3 separate regions of the Mus musculus genome follow, and regions 1 and 2 are each linked to region 3. The links are chromatin contacts, called in public HiCAR-type and HiChIP or PLAC-seq maps. All regions are on one chromosome and are shown on one strand. The core of a region is the stretch at or near the end of the contact, and the rest is flanking DNA. Distances in the headings are between cores, read along the strand shown. Region 1 has its middle 5.0 kb from the start of Gm39027. Region 2 holds the start of Synm (synemin, intermediate filament protein). Region 3 holds the start of 4833412C05Rik (RIKEN cDNA 4833412C05 gene).

Evidence for each region. HiCAR-type assays count read pairs that join an accessible place to other places. HiChIP or PLAC-seq counts read pairs in DNA pulled down with a chosen protein or histone mark.
Region 1: a contact with region 3 is called in a HiCAR-type map of Th17 cells, with 2.2 times the contacts expected there. The contact joins the enhancer-like site here to the promoter of 4833412C05Rik in region 3. A contact is called at or near these places in 3 of 484 Hi-C or Micro-C datasets (the MNK3 cell line and cerebral cortex) and 3 of 115 datasets of contacts at active chromatin or transcription factors (Th17 cells, embryonic stem cells and neural progenitor cells).
Region 2: a contact with region 3 is called in an H3K4me3 HiChIP or PLAC-seq map of embryonic stem cells, with 23 read pairs. The contact joins the promoter of Synm here to the promoter of 4833412C05Rik in region 3. A contact is called at or near these places in 2 of 39 promoter capture datasets (liver and pre-B cells), 1 of 15 datasets of contacts at CTCF or cohesin (embryonic stem cells) and 3 of 115 datasets of contacts at active chromatin or transcription factors (embryonic stem cells and pancreatic cancer cells).

The regions. Positions count from the first base shown.
Region 1 is chr7:67,853,131-67,855,830 of GRCm38.p6, forward strand. No RefSeq gene overlaps it. Among named protein-coding and RNA genes, the nearest start is that of Gm39027, 5.0 kb to the left of the region's middle. Within about 2 kb of position 1,326, at least 16 of the 459 cell types and tissues checked have an H3K27ac peak or open chromatin away from gene starts, as enhancers often do. A contact at or near this core is called in the MNK3 cell line and Th17 cells, where this site is marked.
Region 2 is chr7:67,758,308-67,761,007 of GRCm38.p6, forward strand. It overlaps Synm (synemin, intermediate filament protein), which reads right to left and starts at 1,435. Exons shown (of 5, transcript NM_207663.3): 1 at 512-1,435. The coding sequence starts at 1,321.
Region 3 is chr7:67,802,131-67,804,830 of GRCm38.p6, forward strand. It overlaps 4833412C05Rik (RIKEN cDNA 4833412C05 gene), which reads right to left and starts at 1,366. Exons shown (of 3, transcript NR_045954.1): 1 at 1,235-1,366. It overlaps Gm34350 (a long non-coding RNA gene), which reads left to right and starts at 1,059. Exons shown (of 3, transcript XR_391567.3): 1 at 1,059-1,230.

The DNA.
Region 1 (2,700 bases), core at 76-2,575, 51 kb after region 3:
CAGAGCTGGAGAGATGGCTCAGCAGTTAAGCAGTTGCAGAGGACTCAAGTTTGGTTTCCACCACCTATATCAGGTAGCTCACACCTTCCTGTAACTCTAGCTCCAGAGGGATCTGACACTTCTTTCTGACTTCCATGGGGGGGGGGGTGGACGAGTGCACTCCCCCCCACCCCCACTCACACACTCACACACTGCACATTTGGGAAGAGGAGCCTTGGTTCAGAAAACAGTCAATCGGATTGTAATGCATTGTCTTGATTAATGGTTGGTGCCCACTGTGGGCGATGCTGCCCATAGATAGGCAGTCCTGGGTTGTATAAGAAAGAAAACTGAGAAAACCTTGGAAAACAAGCCAGTAACTATGGTTTCTGCTTTAGTCCCTGCCCTGACTGCCCTCCCATCATGAAGGACTGTAAGCCTTAAGTGAAATAAACCCTTTCTTCCTCAAGTTACTTGTGGTTGTGGACGATATTCCAGCCATGGAAACCAAACTTAAGAGATAGTTTCTACTTTTCCACTGATACTGAAGTAGTTTCTCCTCATTAGTCTAAGTAGGTAAAATATGGTGACTTCTTGGCTGCTAAAAGAACTTTACTAAAGAAACAGCCACAGCTCAGGAAGACTCTAGATGTTGCTTCAAGGTTTCTGAGAAAGCCCCGGACCCTAGACAATTTCTCTTGGTTTCTAAAACTGCTCTTTTCAATAGTCTGGGGCCAAAAATAAGGGTTGCGTGGACTGTTATTGTCACAGATAACTTATGATCTAGGGGTGTTTAAACTTGGGCCAGTTTTTGTTTGGGTGGGTGGGGAGGGAGGATCTGAGAGGAGGTGAGAGATGAGAAATACTATGATAAAATATAAATGTATAAAATTCTGAAAGCAAGCAAGTAAACTAACTTCAATCTCGTATTTTCCTGTTGAAGGACCAAGCAGGCTATATTCCTTCCTAAAGAGCTTCTCCCATGTTCTCTGAAGATGGGAGCCTTTGCAGTACTTTTTACCTCTGCTGCTTGGAGAATCCTAGTAGGGAAAGAGATGGGGGGGAGGGGTGAACTAAGTGAGGGTGGTCCGCTGGCATCTTGGGCAGTTCTGTGCTGGTGGGTATTGAGTAGGACAGTCCCAGACCACAATCTGTGGTTTTAAAGCCACATGAGATAAGATGCTGAGTTGCTAATGGCCCCCCGGGGGTTCTGTTTGCTACTGCATGTGACGCCTGCAGGTTTCATCAGACTTTAGGTGCATTAAGCTATCTCCACTCTGACTCACATTAACCAGAGTTCTTGACGCTGATGCTGGCATTGCGCAGGGAAGGAAACACTTCCTTCCCATGAAATGCAATTGCAAGTGGGTCTCACCAGACACTTGCAGGTGAGATCACCTTCATGGTAAACACCACTCTGACGTCTGTGGCTTTGAAATTACCTCGGTGATGCATCAGACATGTTCAGAGTTGTTGCCTTTCACAGCGAGAAGTGCTGTCCTTCCCTATACCTGGCCCCTGGCCCCCACCCCCACCCCCACCCCACGACTCTGACTCAGCCTCTAGGCTCATTTCATAATTGGTCTCATTTTCAACCCCTCCCCGCTCTTACGTTCGTGTGGCCTTTAAAATCTTGAATTTCCACTCCGGGTCTCTTGGCTTGTTGTGTCGTGAAACCACAGTCTGTGGTTTTTTAAGCCAGCTGGGTGCACTGAGCCAGGTGTGCCTAATGAGTCTGCAGGTGGGTGCCATCTGTTACTAGATGGGACTCCATTTCAAATCAATGTACTTCCCCTTCTGGCCACTGGCTTCTCTCCTCTGTTCACTCAAGTTGCTGTCTTGCTTTCCCTTTTAATCTTCTTGATCTTTTCCTTCTTGGTCAGTCACTTGGTATCATGTTCTTAGCTGCTTTGATAGAGAGATACTGACCAGTCCACTCTTTTACCAACTGATGTTTCTCTATCTTGCAAGGGATGTTTGTTTTGTTTCTGTGCAGGTGATTGGTGTATGTAGTAGATACAAACCTTTCATTTACAGGTACAACAAGGAGAGGGGTTGATGCAAAACTGAAGCTTGTTCATTGGGCACTTTCTCAAAGGACAGCATTGACTGCTGGATTCTTTTGGATTAAGCTTTTGGATAGTAAACTCATGTTCTTGTCCAGAAAACCCACTGATATGTGGCACTGGGTATTCAAAGGCAAATAAGGGGATAGCTTTTTCTATGGGAACTCTGATGATGGTGGCAAGACCTGACCCTTGACAGTGCGGTATGGGAAGAAACACTAGGGGCTGTGGAAACCATAGGAGGAACATCTGACCTGCCCTTGGGGGGTCAGGATGGCTTCCCAGAGGGAGTGGCTCCACCGCTGAGTGTAACATGACAAACAAGAGCTAGATGTCCGATTCTCCAGAATTACTCTTTACATAAATTCACACATATCTCCAAAAAAAAAAAAAAGTGGAAACTGATTTTTTTCATTACATAAATTCTAGAATTGGTATAGTGGCTGCTATCGAAGGCCCACCATTCATTCTTGCACCACCATGCGTGGCTTCTGTATCCCGGGTTACCGTTTGGATCCAAAATGGCTATAAGAGCTTCAGTCACAACGTCTCCATTCCAGGAAGCATAAAGATGGAAGGTGCTTTTCAAAGAGTTTCTGATTTGATATGCTTTTCTTTTCTTTTCCTTTCTTTTTCTTGTTTTAGACGCCCCCCC
Region 2 (2,700 bases), core at 185-2,684, 44 kb before region 3:
TTGCAACCTCTCAATGTGTTGCCTATCCAGGTCTGAAGTCTGGGCTGAGTTTTGGATTTCAGGCTACAAGCTCTACAAAAGCGCAGGAAAAAGAAAAAGAAAAGAAGAGAGGAGAGGAGAGGAGAGGAGAGGAGAGGAGAGGAGAGGAGAGGAGAGGAGAGGAGAGAACAAAAACAGAACTAACAGGATCGTTGATCAGGATGTGCCTAGACACGTCTGGATCTAAAGGTAATCCAACTAACAGGATGATGGGCACTAGGCTAGCCACCGGGACCTGTCACATGGCGTCAGTCCTCCGATTTAAGGATCATTGCACCAACCCCTTATTCTTAGACTAGCTATATGCCAGAATCCCGTCGCTTCATAAATAGCAAAGCTGCTGGCAGCGTACGCTTCCCTGGGTGGGGCTGAACCAGCTGGGTGTCCCGGGAACCCCTGCTGCTCGCCTACTGGGTGCACAGGGGTGCGTGTACAGGCTATTAGGGAAGGGGCGCGGTCCCTGCCCACGGACCTGCCGCTCCTCCGCCTGCATCCCGTACTCCTCGCGCATCCGCAGCAGCTCATCCTCCAGCCTCGCGCGCAGCTGCTCCAACTCCAGCGCCTGGTTCCGCAGCGCGTCTGCCTCCTGCGCGCACAGCCGCGCCTCGTCCTCCGCCTGGAGCCGGCTCTCTTGGCCGCGGCGCAGCGCCTGCTCCAGCTCGCGCACCTCGTCCTCGTACAGCTGCACGCTCTCCCTCCACGACTCGGCCACCAGCAGGGCGTAGCTGTCGTGCACGTCCCGCAGGCGCGGCGGGGGCGCGGCGGGGCTGGTGGCGCGGGCTCGGAAGTGCATGGTGAGGCTGGCAGCGCGGGCTCGTAGATCTCGCACTTGGCGTTCGTGGGCAGCGTCCAAGTCGCGGCGCTCAGTTTCCAGCCGGCCCAGCAGCGCCTCGAGGGCGGCGCGCGCGCCCAGAGCCTCCTCTAGCTCCCGCCGTTGCGCTCCCAGCTCGGCATCCAGGCGGCTGCGGGCAGTGCCGGCTTCCACACCCTCCCGCTGCAGCTCCAGCAGTTCCCTCCGCAGCGCGTCGCGCTCGCCCTCGGCCAGGGCTGTGGACCAGTTCAGTTCATCTAGCTGCTGTCGTAGGCTGCGCGCCTCCTCGGCGTAGAGTGCCTGATCCTCAGCCCAGCGGTCCTCCCGGCTCAGCCGGCTGCGCAACTCCTCCTCCAGTAGCAGGTTCTCGCGCTCCAGCTCTCGCACCCGGCACACGTAGTCGTAAAGCCGGGCGTTGAGCTCCTGCAGCTCCGCCTTTTCAGAGCCCGTCTGCAGCCGCCAGGACAGCATCTTGCTGGGTGTGCCGGACCCTTTCGATTAGCCGCTTGCCTCCTGCCCTGATCTTGTCCCCTCCGCCCCGCCGCGCCGCGCCCGCCGCGCCGCTGCCTCGGAGGCCCTTGGACTGGCGCACCGACTGGCGAGCTTCCCCACTTAGTGGCCCGGTCGCGCGGCTGTGGACTTGGGCCATCGCCTCCAGCCAATCAGGACGCGGCCCGCGCGGCCACTGCGGCCGGACAGCGCCCCCTGCCGGACAGATCGGGCCATGGCGAGGCTGCCCAGCACTGGCCCCCCTGGTGGCCCAGGGTAATCCCACGTGGGTTGTCGGATTACTGCGTGCTGGCTATCTGGGACACCTTATGAGGCTCCCCGTTGCTACTCCTAGGGCGCAACTAAGGCACCCCTGAGTCCCAGCTTTCTTTAATGAAAAATAGTTGCCATTAAATGAGAGATCCTTTTCGTAGAGGAAGCTTCTAATTGGTTGCTCTGGAGATGAGGGGCAGGAGGTGTATTCTTTAAACTAGAGTTATAGTTCAACAATAAAGAGCTTGCCAGATAAAGAATATGCCAGGCCTGGATATCAATATCCACCACCACAAAACAACTTTGCGCATGTATATTGCACATCCGTATATACACATATACCTGTTATGTTTTTTAAACTAAGACCATTTCAGTAATTTTGCTTTTATTTTTTATGTGTGTGAGTGTTTTGCCTGCATGTATTTGTACCACGACGGTGCACACAGACGCCAGAAGAGGGCGTCAAATCCCCGTGAAACTGGAGTTAAAGGCAGTTGTTAGCCAAAATGTGGGTACTGAGAATTGAAACCACATGCTCTGCTGCCAGTGCCCCTAACCACTGAGTCATGTCTTCAGCCCTACATATACATTTTTAACTTCTGGCATGAATGCATCTCCATTTGCCAATATTATATGTTTAGGTAAGATTTCCTTTCCACGCAGAGTGGGAAACGCTGTTACCTTCTTACTTGCACAAACCACCTTCATGGGACTTTATGCTTTGCAATATTAGCATCATTCTGGTGGAGAAAGAACCTAGAAAGACTTTGAAGTGCTCTGAGCACAGAACATTCTAGACACCTACCATCTCTCCAGACTTTTGCAACTGCCTTATACACACCCCCATTATGACAGCCTGGGAGGGGGGCCGCTGTCTCTTCTTTCAGCAGTGTGCCCTTAAAGCACTTAGTTTAATTGCCATAGAAACCACAGCTCTCTCAGTTTGTGCATACTTGCATCTCATTGCATTACACGACAGTTACAAAGGATGGTAGCCAGAGTCAGTAGCATTACAGAGCGCAGGAATAGGCACAGGTGGCCCTAAGTAGGGGGGTGGGGGGTATTCAGCACCAAGGCATTGGCCTGGG
Region 3 (2,700 bases), core at 116-2,615:
GTCATCAGTTCAGCTGGCAATAGAGCCGAGAGCTTATGTAACTAAGAAACCATCCCACGCAAGTTCCCACACCAGAGGGACACGGGGGTCGTTAGTGTCCAATTCGGGGGATCAGGGAAGACTTTGTGGGGGATTTATTCACGGCCTTGACAGTGGATCACAAAGAGCTCAGCAATGAAGGAAGAAAGCATCCCTGTAAAATTAGCCACCTAAAGTTCCGCCACCCACCAAGGCCCACAGTTTAGTGCTGCCATGAGTCCCCTCTGAACAGCCACAGGACAAGATCCACTTATACACGCTGTTGACTCCCTGCTGTGTCCATTTAACAGTGTGTGGTGGATATTTGGCCTCTGACAATTATTCCTAGTCTACATCCCATTTAAGCAGCCAAAGACGATTCCATTACATGGGTGTACAGTAAACGAATCAAATCCCTATTAATGAACATTTAGGGTTTGGGTCAAGGGTATATACACTCTGGAACCCCAAGGCCTGAGCCTGAATCCAGTTAGTGACCTGGCTGGGTGGTAGGAGGAAGGCTGTGTTTCTGAAGGCGTGGTCCTTCCCCGTAGCAGAGGTACCTGCAGATGGTAATGATGTGGGATATTCAGAACAGTGGTTAGCACCCAGGGAGCGCTCAATCAAGGCTCGGATCGGACAGGCTATAAGCACTCTGTCATCCTGACCAAAGTGTTGGTTTGCTCCCCTCTGTTTCATCACTCAAAACACCCAAAGTGCACACAGTCAAAAAGCACATACATGAGCGCAATCATCTAGTCACCACTGTGATCGGTAAGAGGTAGTGAACGAGGAGAGCCTCTGACTCCTTCCTGGAACCCATCAGGACCCTCCCGTTATCCACAAACCATCTAGTGAGGTTTCTTGATTTGCCTTCTGGGTGGCCTTCTGGAATCTAAAGCAAGAGGAGCATTCATAACAAGTCAAGTCAGACGCTTTCACTACGATTTCAAGGAGGGGAAGCTGGAGTCGAGGCCATGTTTGAAAATATAGGTCAAATCTTGGTTTCTGTGGTTACTGAACACTGTCAGCCACTGTGACTCCCTCTGTGTGGGTGATGCCAAGGTTCAGAGGTCTGACAGCCCTGTCTAGCTCCTCTACAAGTGTCACCTCTCTCGCCCCTCCCCAAGGTCTGAGGCTTCTCTCAGCCCTACTGACCCCCAGGCCCGAGGGTCCTGAGCTTGGGCAACACCCAGGAGTAAGCTACTGCAGGTACCTTGCTCTTCATGCCTGAGGTTGGGGGCGGGGTGCTGGGACTGCTGCTGCTGAAGTTCGGGATGTCTCCATACCCCTGCAGTTCTACCCACTAGTCTGCTGCTGCATGTGGGGACTGCCGGGGAGCAGGGAGGAGGCCATGTGGGGAGGGAACAATGTAGTGGGTTGTTTAGCTGACTGTCAGCCTCGTTCTGGGATCCTCCTTTCCACGCCCCTTGGCTTAACCGCCACAGGCACAGCTCACAGAGGCAAGAGCCCCCTTATTTGGTCTTGGAAAGAAAGGGGAAAGGTTATCCTCGGATGCCTGCGGCGTTGGGTCATCAGCCCGCAGTTGCTGGCCCGCACCCGCGGGTGCAGTTCAGTCTCCCACCGGCAGGTGGCGGCACCGCGCAGGGTCTGGGGAGATGGCCAGCTGGTAAACAACCCGCAGGATCCAATGCCCTAGGGTGGGGACCCGCCCGGATGGGGGTGGGCGCCTTATGAGTCCGCACGTGGACAGTGATGCGGAGGGAGAAGCTAAGCTTCAGAGGAAGGGAATGGGGAGGAAAGAGCCCAATACCTTGTTTGTGGGAGAGTCAAGCTTCCCGAATTGCTCTGGCTGTAGGGTGTGACTTTGCCTTGATGGATTTCACGTGAGCGGCTGGAGAGTGCGCTGTGCCAGGCGGGAATCTGCTTCAAAGTCACCCACGCGGGTTCAGGGGACTCGAATCTCTGGATGTGTGTCAGTAAGGCACCGTGTGGGGCTCTGCACCAGCTGGGAGATTCGCTTTCTTGCCCATCCTTTTTCCTCTCAATCTCCTCTCTACCCCCCCCCCCCCGCCTCCTCCTTGCTCTTCCTGCCTCTCCGTGAGCCTGGGGGTGTGAAGCGACCCACTTTCCTCCTTGTGGCCCGAAGAGTTTTTAAGTTCGAACCGCCACGTGGCTGGTTCCTTTCCTACACCTTCCTGCAAGAGAACAATTGCCACCATTTTATCTTGAGGTTAGAAAGGCTCTGGTCACCCCAACAGTAATGGACAATGCTGGTTCCCCAAAGCCAATGTTTGTTTCAGTGATTGAGAACTGCCACACACACACACACACACACACACACACACACACACACACACACACACACACGCACGCACGCACGCACGCCCCCCACCCCCACCCTTGCCGCCGCCCCTTCCAGTGACTCCTCCAGGTAAAGCCCAGGGGTATCACAGGGAGCTGGCAGGGCATAGTGGCCTCCCAACACTTTAACACTTGCCTTTCATCCCAGCACTCAGGAAGCAGGGGGCTTAGTGAGTTTGAGCCTAGAGGGCCAGTCAGGGCTATATAATTACATTCTGTCTCAAAACAAAAACAAAAACAAAAACAAAACGCCAAGATTTGGGCTGTAGTGGTTAAGAACACTTGCAGCTCTTGTAGGTGACCCAGGCTGGATTCCCAGCATACACAAGGTGATTCTCCACCATCTGCAACTCCAGT